2 separate regions of the Mus musculus genome follow, and region 2 is linked to region 1. The links are chromatin contacts, called in public Hi-C maps. All regions are on one chromosome and are shown on one strand. The core of a region is the stretch at or near the end of the contact, and the rest is flanking DNA. Distances in the headings are between cores, read along the strand shown. Region 1 has its middle 200 kb from the start of Gm34499. Region 2 has its middle 19 kb from the start of Gm34499.

Region 1 (4,112 bases), core at 1,156-3,655:
AAGCAGAGTCAGTGGTGCCAACTGCAAGCCTTTCAGTGAAAGACTAAGAGGACATTCCTAGAGCCTGCTGAAGATGAAGTCTGCCTGGCATGATTAGCCTCATTTTCTTCCTGTGGGCACCACTGACTCTGCTTGTCTGCTTGCCTGGTCTTAGCATGTTCACATGCTCCATCCCCAGTTCCCAGGACTGATGGTGAGCTGCAAAAGTCTGACTGTTTGTTTGGACAGCCCATCGCTCTGTTTATTGACCAGGAATGGCTGCCCAGTACGTCACTTCTTAGTCTCTTTCAAGAGTAGAAGGTGTTGCTGTTCTCTGCCCATGGGAAGAAGGAAGTGATATTTAAACTCTCATTCTGGAAAGGTCCCCATGATTGGAGGGTCACATTAAAATGGATTTGGTTTTTTTCTCCCTTGCTTCTATGTTCAGGAGCAGTAGAAGCCCAACCTGTTATCTATGTTAGTGAAGCCTGAGGCTTATGTACTTTGGGAAGCCCTTGGGAAGACAAATAGAAAGTTACACATCAAAATTCTACCCTACATCATTGGATATGACATGCAAATATAAGGGCCTTAGACATAAGCCTATTTAGTGCCTTGCTGAGCTCCCTCTGATCAGTATATAATGATCAGTAATGGTACAAGGATGGCCCCATCAGCTCATATCCACTGTCACCAACATGGTAGAAAGAGATAACAGACTCCCTCAGCTGTCTTCATGTGCACATGCATACCCATGTACACACACATAAATAAGTAAAGGAAAAAAAACTCAATATCAAGCTTTTTTAAAAATATTGAGTGGAAAGAACTAGACAAATTCTAAAGTTCTTTACATAAGTATCCTGACAAAATGTCAGAATGAGAATTTTAAATTACTAGCCAGCACTACCTTCTCCTAGTTTATCTTGTCAGTCAAAGACACATTTTTCAGCATCTTCTCAGAGTATCTGCCAAATGGTCTTTCTATTCCAAACTCTAGTCAACAATCAATGGTACCACTGTCATCTTTTTATATGGTGTATGAGTGCCTATATGGCCTCTGGCAGACACTCCATGTCCTCATTGGGAAATAAGGAGATCCTACAAAGACTTGGGTCCCTAAGGGATGGTCTGAAGAATTATAGGCACACTGGGCAATGTCTCCCTTTCTACTTCTCTACCCTGCCTGCTGTATGCTGAATAACCCCAAGATGGGATTAAAAAAAATGTTGACTTGACTAAAGTGAGACTTATCAACAGAAGCTTGATTCAATAGTCTGGTCCATGCCAAAGGAATTTCTCTCTGGCTTCCACTCTGTCTTGATGTCAATTTTCCTAGATGTCCCAGGTTTTCACCTTGAAACAAAGAAGAAATGGGGAGGAATATGAAGCATGGGGGAGAGGAAGGAAGAAAGAGGAGAGGAAAAAGGAAAGAAAAACTAGTCATTGATTCCTTATACTTTGTCACCATATCATGTTCAATGACAGAGAACACTGGCCAGCCAGCCTGGCCAGTCAGTGAGCCCCGGGTTCAGCCAGAGACCTTGTCTTGTACAAGACTGCTCTAATTTCTTGCTAGTCACATTCCTCAAGAATGAAACCAAAGTAGATTATCATGTGATATGTACTGGAGAGCCAGAAGTAGGGCTTAGTTGTCACCACATGTAACAACAATAATAACTAACAGGTTAGAAATGAGGATATTCCAAACAGTGGAATGGATTTTCTTACCATTAATAGGAATCTCATTTACAATGTTCTTTTGGGGAAGTATCGAGTTGATCGTGGAAAGTGCCATTCAGTGTGCATTTAGATGTTAGGAACATACTGGGTGGCAGACAAAGAAATTGGGGGTATTGTTTGAGGTCTGCCTCCAGCCACTGTGTGATGGTATCTTTGCTTCACCATCTTCATTTCTACAGGTTGGCAAAGGCTGCCTTTACAAGTCCCCAGTGCTGAACCTCTTGGGCTTAGTGAATTAAGCATTCTGGAGAGGAAGCTGGGTTCACTTACATATCTAAAATGGAGTATTACCATCTTCTCCCTGGGAAATTGGTATCAGGTGATGGGCATGGAAAGCTTGTAGGATGATTCTGGGTTGGACAAACAAATTCCCATGGATCTCTTTACTCTTTAACTTGTGATTACATTAAGTAAGCAACTCCCTTTATACTTTTATTCAAAAATAACAAGCTGTGTTTGGAATGCTGGTATCCACTATTTATTACGCTCTCCAACCCAAACACGAAAACATTTGTACTTCTGTTATGACTTCACCTGGTGGCTTTCATTTTCCCTAACATAAAGACGGGGTGAAGCAGAGTAATAGAAAAATAGAAAACATCTTTGTCGGAAAATGAGCTCGCAGCTGTGTAACTGGAGCACACAACCATAAATCAGAATGTCAAATCCAAAACACATGACTTCGTGCAAGTTCTCCATGTGCGCTCTAATGTGACTACAGCCTGGTTGCTATTATGATTTAAAACAAAGTCTTTCATGCTAGAAACAAAATGCGGAATGTGAGCCGCCTGGGGGAGAGAGCTGTGAGCTCGCTAGCGACAGAGTCCTTGCTGTCATTGAGGTGGGCTACAGTATTTCAAGCATGGCTTTGTCAGGTGTGAGGGAACAAGAGGATACAAGAGGAAGCTTGGCAGAGATCTTCGCATGAGGGACGAATTAGCTGGCAGTGTTCAGTGCAGCTTGACAATCCGAAATGAGCTGCATTCGCCTGCCCCCACCCAAGCAGAATCCTGAAGCCAAACACAAAGATTACAGAAGTCTCCCCTTCCTGCCCATCACATAAACAAATGGCCCAGCTGTTACTGCTAGGATCCCAGTTTTAAACTTGGACTTTCTTGTATAAACTTCAATGTAATGGTATTTAAAGTGTCATAGGCAATAAGCATCTAATCCTGCTCAATAAATTGTAGGCTCGTTGCATGAACTCCTAGAGCTGTTAGAGACAGCTGTGCTTTTTTTGTAATTTAAGTCATTCCCAAACCAGGCAGCTCTCCAGGTGTGTTTTCAGACAAACAATGTACACTAGGAAAAGTGACGTGCTGAGTCTCTAGGCAGGGGGAGAGACACAAAAGAGGAAAACCTGAGGTTTAACATGGAAAAACTCAGGGGTCCTGACCTCCCTGAGAGTAATACAGGCCCACCTTCCCTCCCTCTGCTAGGTGAATGGGAGGCCAAATACCTTTGCCAGCACAATCACTATAGTTAACTGTTGGGTCAAAGCCATCTTCAAGTACCAGGAGGGAAAATGACCATTTGGGGGTTCTCAAAACAGAGCCATCAACTTCAAGAACGAGGATTAAAAAAAAGAGGGAGATAGGTCCTCTCTCAACCTCGGTAATAGCTAAAAGGATGGGCCCCATGGTTTCTATTCCCATAGTGGTTTGGAAAGAAGCCCTCAACAGGACCAGAAGAAATTGTAAGCAGGCTTCCTTTAGTTCACCGTCATCACATAGGCCTGCAATTGGTAATTATTAACAATCAAGTGGTAATTACTTCTCAGTCATCACTAAGCGGTAAGTGAATCCTCTTCAGGTGCGTAAAAGCTTCAAGGCCGTATAGTAGTTATTCTATGACTAACTGGTACGCCTGAGTACAGACTCAGGCCAAGAAGCTGCAGCCTGGGGTTCTCCCGAGCTGTTCACTGTTGGTGTTGGCTGATTCAATGAGGCCACGGAGAGGTTTGCCTCCTGGAGTCCATACCAGAACAAAGAGCTTCTTACTGCTTTGGTTTCGCTCGACGTGCACTGCACCTGTCTGGTCTCACCCGCTCGCTCTCTGCACTGTTATGGTGTTACTGTGTGTTATCTTTCAGGCTAAATATATTTTGTGTCTGCCTCGCTGTCAACAATGCAGAGAACATAGAAAAGCAAGGAAGCAGGGAGGATTCTCTGGAGACCTTCTGGGGTGGGTAGAATTTCCTCATCAACAGGCCAGTCCTGAAATGAGTCGATTCATCTTAAGGTTCTGGAAGGCCACTCAAGCTCGCAGGTGGAAGGGGTCTCAGGCTTGCTACAGCTCAGGTGGACGACTGGGAGCTATACCTCTTGCCCCAACAGAAAACTCTGGTTCTGTGTATGAACCCCGACCTGGCACACTGTCCTGAAGTTCAA
Region 2 (4,044 bases), core at 363-2,862, 220 kb before region 1:
GGTTGTCAGGAAGAGGACTGAGTCACTCAGGTGACTTCTTGTGAACCTTCCCCCAAAAGACTAAAGGGGACCAATTATGGGGCGAGTAGGCAGGACGTCCAGGTTGGATGGAGGAAGAGAGGAAGTAGGAGAGAGTTAGGAGCTTTTTGGATGGGGATAGTGAAAGGGCAAGATGTAGCTACTAGTGTCTCCCGGCTTATATGGCGAATCCACCAAGATTCCCACTGGAGGATTTAGATTTAATGTGGCTTACATGATTAGGATTCTAGTTGTTGCGCCCAGCGATTGAGTTACCATTCTTTCTGAACTAAGTTTGTGTGGCATTTTCCTTCATACTGTCATCTGACTCAGTTCAAGAGGGAAGGTATGGTGGCAAATTGTGGATTTGCCAGATGTTCACCACAAAGGCATGGGGGTTTTAAAGCATGGGGCTGGCATCATAGCGACCTGCCAGTGGGAACTTAGTGAGCCGGGTGGAGAATTTTCAGGCCAGAGAGTCTCCACAAGATAAGAATAGGCCGGGAGACCACCAGGGCTGAGAGTAGCTGGGTATATTAAGGGAACTTGCTCTCTTTTAATATTCCCCGCAACAGTTCCTATCTCTGTAACTTCCAAGGACACAAAGGCATGGCCAAGGTGGGATGCATGAGTGGCTGTCCTTGTTCTGTACGGATATGAAGCACTTCATGCTGCAGAGAAAGGAGCTGGCAGAGCCTCCATCAGTCTGTTTGCAGAAGAGCAGCTGGCTGTAGCTTCACTGCAATAAAGTGTTAGAATTAATAGCCCTCATCTGTTCCCATTTTGCTAACCCACTACATCAAGCACCACAAAATAAATACATTAATTAAATGTCCCTCTCTTGGAGGCATTTGGAAAATGGAAAAATGTTCATTTGCAGCAGGGAGGGGGGAAAAGCAGGGAATAATTACAATCTTGAAACTTCTACAGTTGGAAGAACAATAAAAAGAGTAGAAATGACTGTAAAATAGTCTGTTCTTGGCATCACTTAATTGGCCTATTTATTTTTCTGTCTCTGAAACTGTCTTTAGTGACACCTACTGATAAGAGCCAATCGGAACCGTGGTCGAATTCCTTCAGATTGGACCTGCCAACAAACTGCTCAGCCCTCCAGATGTTACCGCTTTGTGAGAAATAAGAACTCAATAAACCAGGCTCACCCTTCCTCCTGGGGTGAACACAAAGACAGTCAGATATGGAAAATCACGGCTCAGCACCGTGAACAATGCACTCAAGTGAGGGGTTGGGGCCGGTCTTATTTGTCTTGGTGGAACAGACAGCCATGGAGCCTGATGCAAGAATTTTAGTTGGCAACTGTTCAAACTCTGACTATACATTGCAATTTTTCAACCAAAGGAAACCTGGGAGCTAGGAAAAAATGGCCTTTTAACAACAGGCATGAGACACTCATGCAAAGGGTTCGGTATGTATCTCACATGATGTTATCATGTGACCGTTCGACCTTCTGTGTTTTCCAGATTTTATCCTCTTGTGTTATGTAACAGATCAGAAAGATGCAGCAGTAAACAGCCCTACGGCACTTCCGATTTGTCGATGAATAATCTCCAGTAAGCACTTGCTGTTCCGGGAATAGAACAAAATGAGCTAGAGTGAATTAGTTCTTGTCCTCAGACCAGCGTGTCCCAATCTTTCTTAATACAGGACACACTTGTGACCTTGCTGTGGGAAAAAGAAAAAGAAATAATAAAAAATTGTGTTATCATCATTTTTCCTGGGCCAGCCCCTATCCAGCTGTCTATTCATGCAAACCTTCTTACCTTCCCTGTCTGCAGCCAAACTTGCTGAGAATACCTGATGTAGGGTCATCCAAGTACAAGATGGGAGGCCATTTTCTCATTACATAGTCCCTAGGAAGCCTTTGGCAGGCTAATATGCAGTGTATATAATGGATATTGGCGAGTTAAATGTTTATAGTATTTAATTCACTGGTTTAGTCTCATATAAATGTTTAACATTGTATCTAATATGTAATAAAATTTTTTTTGAATTCACATCTAACAAGGTCATCTTATTTGAACTTGTATTTGTGGCTGTGGCCATACCAGCTTGAATGTGCCTAATCTCACGTGAACTTACGTCTTGAATCTGGGGACATTCAGGAAGCAGCTGAGCCTTTGCCATCACTTAAGCTATCTCCCTAGCTGCTCAGTCTAGCATTCTAGAGAGAATTGCCTTTACCAATAGTTCATGTTTTTAATCTGAGTGTGGGAGACAGGACTTTTAATTTCAGCCTTACCTTCCAATTTGTATATCATTTAGATGCTAATTTATTAGAAGTAGGAACACACAGTGTTCTAGAATGTATGTAGGACAAATATTGAAAGTCTTGCTAATGGGTCACAGAACATGTAAAATTGACAATACTGAAGGATAACAACAAAATAAATGATGACTTTTTTTTTAAAGTCAACTACCATGGCTGGGCAGATTGCTTTGTGGGTAAAGACCTTGTTATAGTGAGAGGACCTAATTTTAAACCTCCCAGACCCAAAGGAGAAGCTGAGATTAGTAGCTTCACCTGTTATTCCAGTGCTTCTATAGCAAGGAACTGGGTGGGCACAGGAGAACCTTGAGGCTGGGAAACAGCAAATGGATTCTGTCTTATATGATGTAGAAGTTGAGGTTCAACATCTACTGTGGTTCTCCACCCTGTACTGTGTACTGTGGACATATGTGTGACCCTAAAGGGGGGGGGGAGGAAGGGAAGGAGGCAAGGAGTGGGGAGGGAGGGAGAGAGAGAGAGAGAACGCGCACACACACACACACACACACACACACACACACACACACACACACACACACACTGTCCTCAGAGGAAGTAAAGTAGGTGCAGAGATGTAATTGGATAGGAATAATCTCAAATGTTCTATAACATTGGGGAAAATATGGCTGATGGCAATCAGTTGAGAATTTGCATAAAGAAATGGTATGCCTGAGATGGTACATATGGGAGCATCCTTTATCTGATCATCATACACTGTATGCATATATTAAAATGCCACATCCCCAAATCTGCAAAACTGTCCACGATTACTGTGTGTCAGCTGACTTTTGTAGGCTTCCAAGTTAGAATTATTTGAGATTCAGTTTAGTGAGTCTTCAACCAGTGGTGTTCATTACTCTGAATAATATGGATATTGAGGAAGTATTCTTGTGGCTTGAGATGCTTGTCATGGAGCCTATATAAAGTGACCCTCTAAAGAGTAAAGGTTTAGGGAGACTTTCCCTGAGCCAGATACAGAGCATAGGATGGCCCTGCCTCCCCCTGCTATGCCTACACACACTGTCTCCACTCTGCACTTCTCCACTTTGAATCTGGAGGAGGGAAACAGTTTCTCTTGAAGATGACTGCCTTGCACTTGAAATGCTGTAGACGTCAAGAAGTGCATTAGATGGGGAGAGCTTCGGACAGTGGTTCTCTGCCTTCCTAATGCTGCGTGCAACCCTTTAATACGGATCCTCATAGTGTGGTGACCGCCCCCCCCACCACAAAATTATTTCATGGCCACGTCACAACTGCAATTTTGCTAGTTATGAATTGTAATGTAAAAATCTGATATGTGCCCCCCCCCCAAAGGGTCAAGGCCCATAGGTTGAAAACCATTGGTCAAAGATACTCAGAGTCTCCCAAGACAACTTAACAGATGAGCAATGCAGCAAGCAAACAATGAGGTATCAGTCAAGTGCTCTATTTCCCAGTGAAAGCTGTGAACACTTAGATGAATCTCTGTGTGAGATGCTCCTAGTTTGGAGTAGAAGCTGATATGAGTGGATCACTCGGATGACGCAAAACATGGCCTCCTTTTCAGCTTGGTGGGAAGACTTGGTAAAGGGGGACTTTTGAGGTCTCTGACAGAGAAAAGCCAGAACAGGTGCCTTCATGTAGAGGAGGACATACAGGAGACAAAGTTTATATAAGCCAGGGCATACTTCACCTTAAAGATGGTTTTCTCTAGCCACCCCTTAAGCAGTTTCTATAGTTGTTTCTAACTATAGGTCTTTCAA

What was found. A called contact is a pair of places that touch in the nucleus more often than the background predicts.
Region 2: a Hi-C map of uterus shows a contact between it and region 1. The contact joins two enhancer-like sites. A contact is called at or near these places in 3 of 484 Hi-C or Micro-C datasets (liver, nephron progenitors and uterus) and 2 of 9 other capture datasets (embryonic tail and embryonic trunk).

The regions. Positions count from the first base shown.
Region 1 is chr14:46,018,229-46,022,340 of GRCm38.p6, reverse strand. No RefSeq gene overlaps it. Among named protein-coding and RNA genes, the nearest start is that of Gm34499, 200 kb to the left of the region's middle. Within about 2 kb of position 2,405, at least 21 of the 459 cell types and tissues checked have an H3K27ac peak or open chromatin away from gene starts, as enhancers often do. A contact at or near this core is called in uterus, where this site is marked.
Region 2 is chr14:46,237,784-46,241,827 of GRCm38.p6, reverse strand. No RefSeq gene overlaps it. Among named protein-coding and RNA genes, the nearest start is that of Gm34499, 19 kb to the right of the region's middle. Within about 2 kb of position 1,612, at least 11 of the 459 cell types and tissues checked have an H3K27ac peak or open chromatin away from gene starts, as enhancers often do. A contact at or near this core is called in uterus, where this site is marked.